2 separate regions of the Danio rerio genome follow, and region 1 is linked to region 2. Evidence: chromatin contacts called from public HiChIP or PLAC-seq data. All regions are on one chromosome and are shown on one strand. Each heading gives the region's core, a stretch centred on a gene start, on an enhancer-like site or on the middle of the called end of the contact. The rest is flanking DNA. Distances are from core to core; before and after follow the strand shown.

Region 1 (5,218 bases), core at 392-2,891, 120 kb before region 2:
TGTGACTAATAACACTCTAAAAAAAGTCACTCCCACGTGACTGACACACTAAGCCTGTTAACCTATGCGTAATTATAGCGTTATAAAAGGATAGTCTCACAGCTCGATCCTGTTCCGTGTTCTGGATCCAAAACTAGCAATGTAAACCTAAATGTGTAGCCTGTGCTATATATGTAGTCAATGTTGGGATCAGGAGAAATGTAAACATGCATATATGTTGTCGTATATCAGTAAAAATGGCATTCACTTCTATTGCGAGAAGGTCTATAATGGCATTTTAATCTCACCATATTAATGTTGACGTAATGTAGAGCAGTTTTCATGACAGACCTCGTACACACATCTGATGTTTGTTTTGTTTTTACCTTGATTCATCTGTAAGTTTCTTCCCTGGCCCTGCTGACTTGAACTTGATGTCTTTCTTGATGTCGTCGAAAAACTTCTTCATTCTTAGAGATAAACTGTATGCTAACGAGCTTTTTTAAAATGCAAGATAACTTGTTTTTAATTATTTATAACTGTCAGACACACCACCACCCAAGCGATGTGTTTACAACGGGAAAGGGACTGTTTCTGAACCGGAAATGTGGTCATGGAGAGGTCGTGACGCAAACGTGGAGTTTTAGCGACACCAAGTGGAGGGAAGAAAAATGACAATGGTTTATATGAGCTGAAAATCAGAGATATTCATACCTGTGCATGAAAATAAATAAGCGGTCGTTTTTTCATAAAATATTAAATTGTATTAAGACTTAATTGTATGTATTCATTCCTCTCAAAAAGTATTTTTATTGTGAGAATAAAATCAGATGTTAGAAACAAATTAAATAAATTGTAATAAACGTTTCTTTATTTTACTTTGCATGATAACAGTTTTGGGGTGCATCATACTGAAATAATAAATTAGGAAAAGAGAAATAAACTCAAATGTGTAATATTTCATGTAAACGAAATTACCACATTTTGGTTTCTATTTTTACTTTCTATAGAGGAAAATCAAGTTTTTGTTGTACATGTTACCGCAGAATATGAAATATCATTGTAAAGTCTCTAAAATATATTCATACATTTTAGAATAGATGAGCGAAATGTTATCATATTTTTGTTTTAAGTACTTTTATCTTGCCCAAACATGTAAAACCTGATCACAGCAGTAAGTTACGTGGAACAGAATTTTTGTTATGAATGGCTCTTTTTTATTATCTGTGTAAAAATGTTTCATTTTACTTAAAACTACTTTATGTAAAATTACTAAAATCCTCATAAAGATCCCAGATATGAAAAATAAATCGCTAAATATTTTGTATTTTTATTAAATTCGAACAAAAACTTGTAAAGAAATGCAATCTCTTTGCAAATTTAAAAAATAAAATACACGTTTACTCTAAGGTAATTTTTAACACTTGTTTCATAATCAGGTCAGCGCGAATCTTGATAAAATTTTATTAAAATTACAGTGTAACGGCGTACACATTGTGCAAAGAGTGACAGACGGTTCCTTCAATCAGCGGTCCTTGGAGGGAGGGACTTCCGCTGACGAAAAATGGAATTGGCGGAAACCGCCTGCAGTAACCAACCGCCTTTCCTCACGTACTGTATCAGATCCAGGTCTCGCTGTCTGTCGGCCTGAAAAACGGACCGTGGACGGATAGAAACGAGCAGAACGAGGAGCGGTGCATAGAGGGACGACAAGATGCCGCACAACTTCCGGCCCGGGGATCTTGTCTTCGCTAAAATGAAGGGTTACCCTCACTGGCCGGCCCGGGTAAGAGCAGCGGGAGCTCGCGCAGGGTTTGCGGTGCTTTGAGCGCACACCCCCCAACAGACCCTCCGCAACCAGCTTTACCTCTAATTACCCTCTAATTTCCGAATGTACTCTGCATATGTGCAGATAAACCTGCAGTGTATGCTGATTTAGAAGCTAAGCGGGTGAAGGGATGTTTTGTTTTGTAGTATTTGCTTGGTAATGAATGTATGAAGCTAGCAGGCTGGCTAACTTGTTTGCTGGAGGAGCAGCTAAGGTCGCGTGATCGCAAAGTCCTGTTTATTTTAGTTGGGGGTCGTTTTTAGATGCATAATTTGGGAAATGGGAATAAGTCCTTTATTTGGAGATGAGAGTTTTGCATTGTTTTGATTTAATCACATGGAAAGTGTAAATGAAGGGGTGTTGAGTTGTAATGTTTACACATGGAGATACTTTGCTGCACGTGTTTCACTCTGTGCAAAGTGGAATATTCATGTGTAAAAGGATTTTTGTTTTTATGAGCTTTAAAAAAACCAATGAACATGCAAATCACCTTATATTATACGTTTTTTGTTCTTGCAGATTGAAGATGTTGCAGACGGGGCTGTCAAACCACCTCCTAATAAGATCCCCATTTTCTTCTTTGGGACTCATGAAACGTACGTAAACATTATTTTGTTAAGTGTGCACCAGGTTGCTATTAACGAGTAAAGATCTCGTTATGAGGTTTACTGTATTCTTTTTCTTAATGTTGACTAAAGAATTATTTTTAAAAGTGTGGTTTGTGCAAAACGTGCATGGAGTAATCTTATCTAACCCCACAAGTCAACAGGTGCAAGTGTAGGACCCTTTTTAAGGCATAACTTCTGTGCACAGTCCATATGTGGATTTCCTTTCTTCTTTCATTTTGGTTTGCAGTTTTTATTGCTTAGGATGATATTATAAAGATTTTTAGTTATTTGTAAGCTGAGGTTCATATCTTTTTGATTTAAAAACAAACATGTCATCTCAACATGAAATGAAAAGTTAGTGTATCTATTGTCCAGCTGTCTGTTATGCATCTCATTGTGAAAATAAGATTTGTGGATTAAATAGTTATTTTTTACCTCTTACATGTAAACAAAGTGTTGTGACTGGATATTCCACTGTAAATTACAGACTTTTCCGGCCACAAAAATGAAGATGTTGTTTATATGAGTAACCCAAACACAAAAAAGTCTTGTGTGTTTGGATGAAAGGTGTCATGAAAACATAATACTATTTAATATGTGACCCTGGACCACAAATGCAGTCTTTTGTTCCACAAGTATATTTTTGGCAATAGCCAAACATGTATTTTAAAGGTCATTCTTTCTCTTCATGCCAAAAATTCATTAGTATATTAATAAACATCATGTTCCATTTAAGATAGTTTTGTACAGTTCCTGCAATAAATGTATGAAACATATTATTTAATTAGCATTATACATTGCCAAGTGATTAATCTGAACAACTTTAAAGCTGTTTTTCCTCAATAATAGGATTTTTAAACCTTTAAATTCTAAATGAATGTATAAATTACAATTTCTATGACTTAAGTCATCTATGATCATAATTCTGAATTTAACTTTTAAAATGTTAACTACCTTCCAGAGCATTCCTTGCACCCAAAGACCTTTTTGCATATGAAAAAAACCAGGAACGCTTTGGGAAACCCAACAAAAGGAAAGGGTTCAACGAAGGCTTATGGGAAATCCAAAACAACCCCCATGCCTCCTATAACACCCCTGCTGTAAGTCTTCATTTCAGCCTCCAAAATCATCTGTCATTCTTAAGGGCTGTTCTGATTTGTCACATTATCTTGTATTTGTTTAGGCTGCATCATCATCGGACAGTGAGGACAACCAACCTGCTGCTGCAAGTGATGCGGAGGAAGAAGAGGAAGCAGTGGTACCAAGAAAAGCCGAAACGGGAAGTGATGATTCTGACTCCGGGAGTGAGGATCAAAAGAAGCCCGCAGTGAAGCGGAAAGCTCCTGCTCCAAAGGTATCAAAAAACTCTAAACATCCCCAACATGAACATTTACAGTGTACATTTTTCAATCAGTTTTTCCACAGTATGATGTATTACACTTTCAGCTGCTTTGGTTTTTTGTTTTCAGAGCTGTTAACATCAAAGATTTAGTCAGTTAATGTCAGTGCGAAATCAAAATTAGTTTATTTTGCTAGCGCTCATTGTTAGTCTGGTGCTTCTCATGGAGAGGGCTGTTTGCCAGATGTTTACAAAACTTTCTCTCTCTCAGCCGCCATTGCTGTTGTGTTTAGCAGTACACTGAAGCAGCATGACACATTTAAACTCCTGCTTATTGCAGCTCAGGGATTTCAGAATGTTATAAAACAGTATTCCCCTTACTCTGTTTTATCAATCTTCTTTTTGCCCTCAAACGAACAACACTGAGACCTTGAAGGTGAACAATGAATCCATCCAATTTAATCCACTGATAAAAGATTTGTTTTGGTAATCTTTAATCATTGTCTGACCACTTGCTTCTGCAATGGAATGGTGGTCTTTAGCCTCAGTATTCTTAACCATGCCCCTCTTAAGAGCAGTACACTCCAAGCCGACGGCAAACAACTAGCACAGTTGAAACCCAGTCATGTTGTTTCCTCACATTGGCTTATGTCTGGTTTAGTCTATAGACCTTTTTCTTGGAACGCAAAATTACCCATGATGCTTTGCGTGTATGCGCAAGGAGAATGCTAAGAACTTCCAGTCAGCACCTGATGCATGTAAACAGTCACATTTGGACAGCTTTGAAACGATAGTTTTAATTTATTTTACCAGCTTTTATCATCTTTGAACTAATTTGGTTGTCCATCATCACCATCTCCTGGACTGATCATTTAAAAAAAAAAGCGATGTAATAGGATGGAAAACAGCTGCTGTGAGGCGTTTTTCCCTCGTTGTCAGACGGCATCTTCTGCCGTTTAAATGAAGCCTCGTCATCGCTAAAGTCAACAGTTTCTCTTTCTTTCAAATATATAACCAACCCAAACAAATGTAGTTCACCAAAATGTTTGACACACACACGTAGCCTGTACTGTCCCACTGACACACTGATTTAATAACTGTTACAACGTGAAAATATAGGCGTGTCATTTCGAAATGACAGAAAAACACAAACCATAGTAAAAATAACACATGAAATGAAACATAAACGGCTCGCGATTAGAATGAACAGCAAATCAGCCAGCAGAGGATCAGTAACAGACTTTTATTGCTCATTTTTGTAAATTGCATGACTTGCATAAGTTTCATGCTAATAATACAGTTTGCTCTATAATGCAGCGAAGTATTGCGTGTGTGTGGAAGTGGCCAGGAACACACACACACACACTGTATTTCTGACGGCAGACACGTGAACTATGAGAATGTTTTTCTCGTATTACTGACGGGCTTGAACCACATCTGACAAATTAAAACGGCTTTAACAGA
Region 2 (5,410 bases), core at 2,088-4,587:
TTGCCAGTTTAGTGCCTATTTTGTACAAATTCGTACGACTTCATTTGTACGAAAATGTACGATTTTAAAAAGGAGGTGTGGCACCCAACCCCACCCCTAACCCCAACAATCATTGGGCGATGAGCAAATCGTACTAAATTGTATGAATTAGATCAAATTCATACGAATTAACCACTAAATCAAAAAGTAACGAATTGCCATGAGATTGCATTGGATGTGTATATAGTGGTATGTTTTCAGAATGAGCCTGGGTTGAACGAAATGCTACAGGTAAAGAAAAACATTTGTTACAGCCTACCTAAACTACAGTAACTACAAATTAAAAGTGCTTTTGCTAGTTTAGCTATGGTCAAAGGATACTGTGGATATACAAATGCTAATCAATCTTCTAAACTTGATAGGCCTATAGACTTTTACTATAGTAAAAGCATTGTAATCTTTTTAAGTGATAGACTACCTGTTGATTTCATAGTGAATCTGTTGAATAAACTAATACTAAATGGACAGAACAATTTCTTCTGGTTTGATTTATGGACATAATTGTCTGTTTGCTACATTCAGTATTAAAATCAGCGCTTGCACATGTTGTTCCTAATAGGTCTATGGATGACTTTATTCTGTGAAAAGAATTTCTGGTCTTTTCATTCCATTAAGCAAAAATGACACAATAAAATACCTTAAATATGATCATATCACTCTAAATTCAATATTCAGGTTACTACTAAATATTTCTGTAGGTCTGTGAGAGAAACAGGACGAATTTACAACAGCTAACCGTCACTTGTTGAACCCCATCGCGTCATCTTCCCGCGCATATTTGAGCAGATAAAGGAGAGATGTGGACTCTTGCTATTGCATATCATTTGTATTTAATAAAAACACAGTCTCCGTTTTGTTCTGTTGCTCACAAGTTTGGCACATCATGAGTCATATGCACTTTTTGAGGCTTGAGGTCTTTTTTTATAAGGCTAACTCCACGGAAGTCAGTCATAGTCTTCTGGTTTGAATGACGCGAGTAATAATTACCTTTTTCATCTGTGTGAGAGTACGTGTGTCCATAACTTGATGTTTTATTCTATTCCTGGAACCCCAGCATCACCCCGGGGTTTCTTTTCCCCTCGGGTCACTATTTTGGACTTGTTCTATTTCTGTTCCTGTAAAAATCTATTTGTTGCCATAGATATGGCAGGGTCTCCAGGGAAACCAATGGCCAGTTCGCGGCAGAAGATAGGCAAGTGATTTAAATTAAATTAAGTCAAGTGCTTTTGTGCTCTACAGACTTCACTTTTTCGGTGCAGTCAATTTTGCCAATGACTGAACAACTAACAAGCAACGATGGAGTTGTGTGTTCTTGTCTGACAGTAGCCTAGAGAGTTTTTCAATCCTTCACTGCCAGATTAAAGGCTACCTAAAATATATCTATATTGGCAAATTACAACATAATAATCATTGAAAGATTCAATCTTTTGAGTTTCATTAACAGCCTACATGTTGGAAAATATGATCTAGAATTACTGGAAAAGAAAATAGCCTATTTATTGAAACATTGCAAAAGATTTTAACTTGAGAACTGACAGACGCTCTCCCAACTAAACACAACGCAGAAAGATACTAAGCCTACAACTCAGCTTAAGGGTTTAGTTTAAGCGTAGCCTTTTCAGAGAGCCAAACAAATACAAATTTCACAGAACTTTATGAATAACTATAGGCCTATATATTTGTATTTAATATATATATATTTTTACTCAATCTGACAACTGCAATAGATGTGGCAGATTAATAAACTTAACTTGTCAGTTTGAGATGATAGCTTGAGGAGTCGTTTGTTCAGGGTGCGTACTTTGCGCTGTTTGTTTATTATTTTGTATATTTTCATTTAGCCTATACATTAACTAACTATACCCTGTTCCTGAGCTATAGATTGAGTGGTGATATTTAGCTGAATTAGCCCATCAAAATAATACATTGAAACGCTAGAAACGTTTGTGTTTTGCACAGCCTATTGTACAACTATGTTAAACTTCTGATAAACAATGATAGCGAGCCTCTGCTCTCGTCCAGGATGACTTCTTCATGACTAGAAAGAAATGTTGAGATTGTTAAGATCAAGTCAGCACCCTCTAGCTGCAAATGATAACCAATAATATAATGCTCCGATTCCCCACTTGAGAAAACCAGCAACCTCCTGAATAAAATAGTATTTGGATATTACTTATTTAGTATTTGGATATTACAATATAGTTTCCTAGAGAAAGGGCTGTGTTTTTGTAACATAAACCAAGACTGGACGCGACACTAGGTTGATTTCGCTGCTGGGTGCATATATGTGTAAAAAAAAAACTGTAGAGATGAACACTGGAGGTAGAGAAAATGTTTTATCTGTTTAATATATATCGGCTAAGAAGCACGTGTTTGTATCATCGTCAATTAAGAGTGCTGGTGAAACAGAAAAATTATGACATGGAGAGGTAATTTGATAGTGTTTTTAATGTGTTTTTAATAAAAATAGACAACATTAACCGAGACGCGACCAGGTTGATGTCTCTGTTCTGGGTCCTAAAGGCAAGAATAACAGCTGAATATCTCAAATACACCCCCCCAACCCCCCCAAAAAAAGAAAAAAGTAAAGATGAACAAGGGAGGTAGAGTGTTTTTATTTGTTTATATAGATCTTCTATAAAGCGCGTGTATACCAATTCAGAGTGCTGGTGAAATAGAAAAATCATGACACGGAGAGGCAATTTGATAAAAAAAAAAAACAATAGGCCTATATTGCGTTAGAACTTGAATAAACTTTATAACGCAAACACAATATTACTCATGCATATTAATACAGCTGTTCTGTCAGTTAAATCAGTTGACTGTTGAATTTCTCAATTTTAAAATAACCCAACTAAACACCAAATGTTTAACCTGGTTGAGTTATTTAAGAATAACTCAATAAAGGTTAAAAATAACCCATCAAATTACCAAATATTTTTAAATCAACCATTAGATTCAATAGGCTTAAATAACGTTTTTTAGAGTGTAGTAAGTAAGAATGAACTGTCATGAACCTGTAGCTTTGCTTTTCCAAGTTAACCCTTAACTTGACTTATTTTCAGACAGCCTACTGCATCATTCATATCCACTTAACAATATGTGAAACCCTAATCTTTAAATCAATCAAACGCCTTGTTTTTTTAGATAAGCATTCATTCCTGATTGTTTACAGCGTTCGGCGTCGCTGAATCGATACATCACCAATTGGAAGAGCATCGTTTCCTCTGATTGGCTCGTGGAGGCGCGCGCGTCTGCAGCAGGACTATATAAGCGCAACAGGCGACCTGCGGATCTGAACCTCTCTCACCGCAGCCTGAGGAAAACACAGCGCACACACACTTACTAATGAACACTGAAGTGCCTGTGAACGAGTGAGGATTCTCGAAGAGGGGAAGACATTTTCAGAAACAGCGAGTAACAGGTTTGAAAGTTTACTTTACTTCAACTAAATTGTGATAAAGAATTGTTTGGATTTGGAATGATTTTGTACAATGTACTTCATCAAAAAACAATGCACTAAGACATTTTTGAAAGCTTTCTCATTTAATATCTCGTGATAAGCTGTTGTTTTGTTTTTTAGTTGTGTAAAAAAACACATTTAAGATGTATTTACTGTCTTCTTTTATTTGGTTAGTGATGCTTTAACAGGGCAAAATATACATTCAAAATGCATTTACTGTTTTTTGAGGGTTCAACAGTACATTAAAAAAACAATCTGGTTTCCCACTTTTTCTTTTGCATGCAAAAGCTTGTGTGGATGTTACATATTAAAGAAATGAGATCTGATTTAGTTCCGATAAAATATTTTTTAACAAATTCTATGAATTAGCCATCAAATAACATGTTTATTTGAGTTAGATGGTGAGCAAGCGTCAGTTGTCAGAAAAGTTGATCTCTGAATCAGAGAGACCATCGGTGTGTTCAGTGCAACCTGTTGCTGTTCATGTGAACTCAGTCTCAGTGTGGATGTTCATCAACTGAGTGTATCAAATAAATTGTTTGGTGTAACAGTTTATCACACTCAAACATTTTTGTAAACGACTGAAAATGTAAGTATATTATAATTTTTGATCCTGGAGTACACTGGACTAAAAATAGTGATTATTTCACATATTTTACTCATGCAATGAATGTCTCTCCAAAGACTAATGAGGTGATGATTATAATCAGGTATGCTGCAAAAGGACAAAATGTACAGAGACTGTAACTTCAGGACTAGGACTAAAAATCAAAAAAGAAAAAAAAATCCATGAAAAAGGAATAGTCATCTACATCTTATCTAAAATTATGATTTGTGTAACATCATAAAGTTAGCTAATGTTATTTCATGGATAATTAAAAGAATGTGCTGTTTCCCTCATAAGATCACTTTCTAGAGTCTAAAGTTTTAGTCGTATATCATTTGTTTAAAAAAGAAAGAAAAAAATATTCTAAAAAAAAATTGTAAGTAAAATGTAATTAAGTATTTAAAGTATCCATGCATTAAAGCTTAAACCTACACCAGCACAAAAAAAAGGTAATCTATCTTCACCAATTATTTAATAGATGTTCAGAAACAATGTTGGAACAATGTTCACCTGCCGAGACACCCTTAGCAACAAAAGGCTTCTTAAAGGAATAGTTCACACACTTGTTCAAAATCCTTTTGGTTTTCTTTCTTCTGTTGAATAAAAGAAGATATTTTGAAGAATGCATGTGGCTGGACATAGAAAGTTTTTTCCTACTATGGAAGTAAATGGGTGCCAGCAACCAACATACAAAAGAATATCATTTATTTGTGATCAACAAGAGAAAGAAACTCATTAAGATTTAAAACCAGATGAGGGACAGTAAATAATGAGGCAGTTTTATTTTTGGGTATCCATTAAAGCATTTTTCATTAACAGATGGACTGAAAATTATGACAAAACATTTACCAAACCCTTCATTATTCAACTAAAGTTAAATGTTTTTCTTTTGTAAAACAACTTGAGGTGACAATTTGAGGTGAATTTTATACTTTCCCAGAAAATTACTGTATAATTGACCTTGCAACTTTAACTGGGACAGATGTTAATGATATAATGATATATTATGGTAAACTGTGAGGTATTATTAGCTGTGAGGCTCACTGTTGAATGTTCTGTTGTGTGTGCTTACAGGCAACCGTGCATCACCCAGTGGGTTAAGCCCAAACGGATCATGTGGGTTCTGGAGAAGATCCGGGACTCAGTTGAAACAAATGTGCTCCGACAAGGAGAGGCGGGTGAAAAAGGAAAGGCTCCTGTTTATAGCAACGTCCTCACACCAGATAAGATCCCAGATTTCTTCATCCCCCCCAAGCTTGTAAGCTGCCCACCAGAGACCGAAGCTTCTGACGTCAAACCCA

The links. HiChIP or PLAC-seq counts read pairs in DNA pulled down with a chosen protein or histone mark.
Region 1: an H3K4me3 HiChIP or PLAC-seq map of gastrula embryo shows a contact between it and region 2, with 2.1 times the contacts expected there. The contact joins the promoter of hdgfl2 here to the promoter of LOC100332608 in region 2. A contact is called at or near these places in 2 of 4 datasets of contacts at active chromatin or transcription factors (embryo and gastrula embryo).

Annotation. Positions count from the first base shown.
Region 1 is chr22:22,099,179-22,104,396 of GRCz12tu, reverse strand. hdgfl2 (HDGF like 2) reads left to right here and starts at 1,641. Exons shown (of 16, transcript NM_001002037.2): 1 at 1,641-1,765; 2 at 2,327-2,403; 3 at 3,377-3,515; 4 at 3,599-3,769. The coding sequence starts at 1,694. It overlaps ubxn6 (UBX domain protein 6), which reads right to left and starts at 635. Exons shown (of 11, transcript NM_001044780.1): 1 at 366-635. The coding sequence starts at 448.
Region 2 is chr22:21,985,451-21,990,860 of GRCz12tu, reverse strand. It overlaps LOC100332608 (C2 calcium-dependent domain-containing protein 4C), which reads left to right and starts at 3,337. Exons shown (of 2, transcript XM_005170537.6): 1 at 3,337-3,463; 2 at 5,184-5,410. The coding sequence starts at 5,224.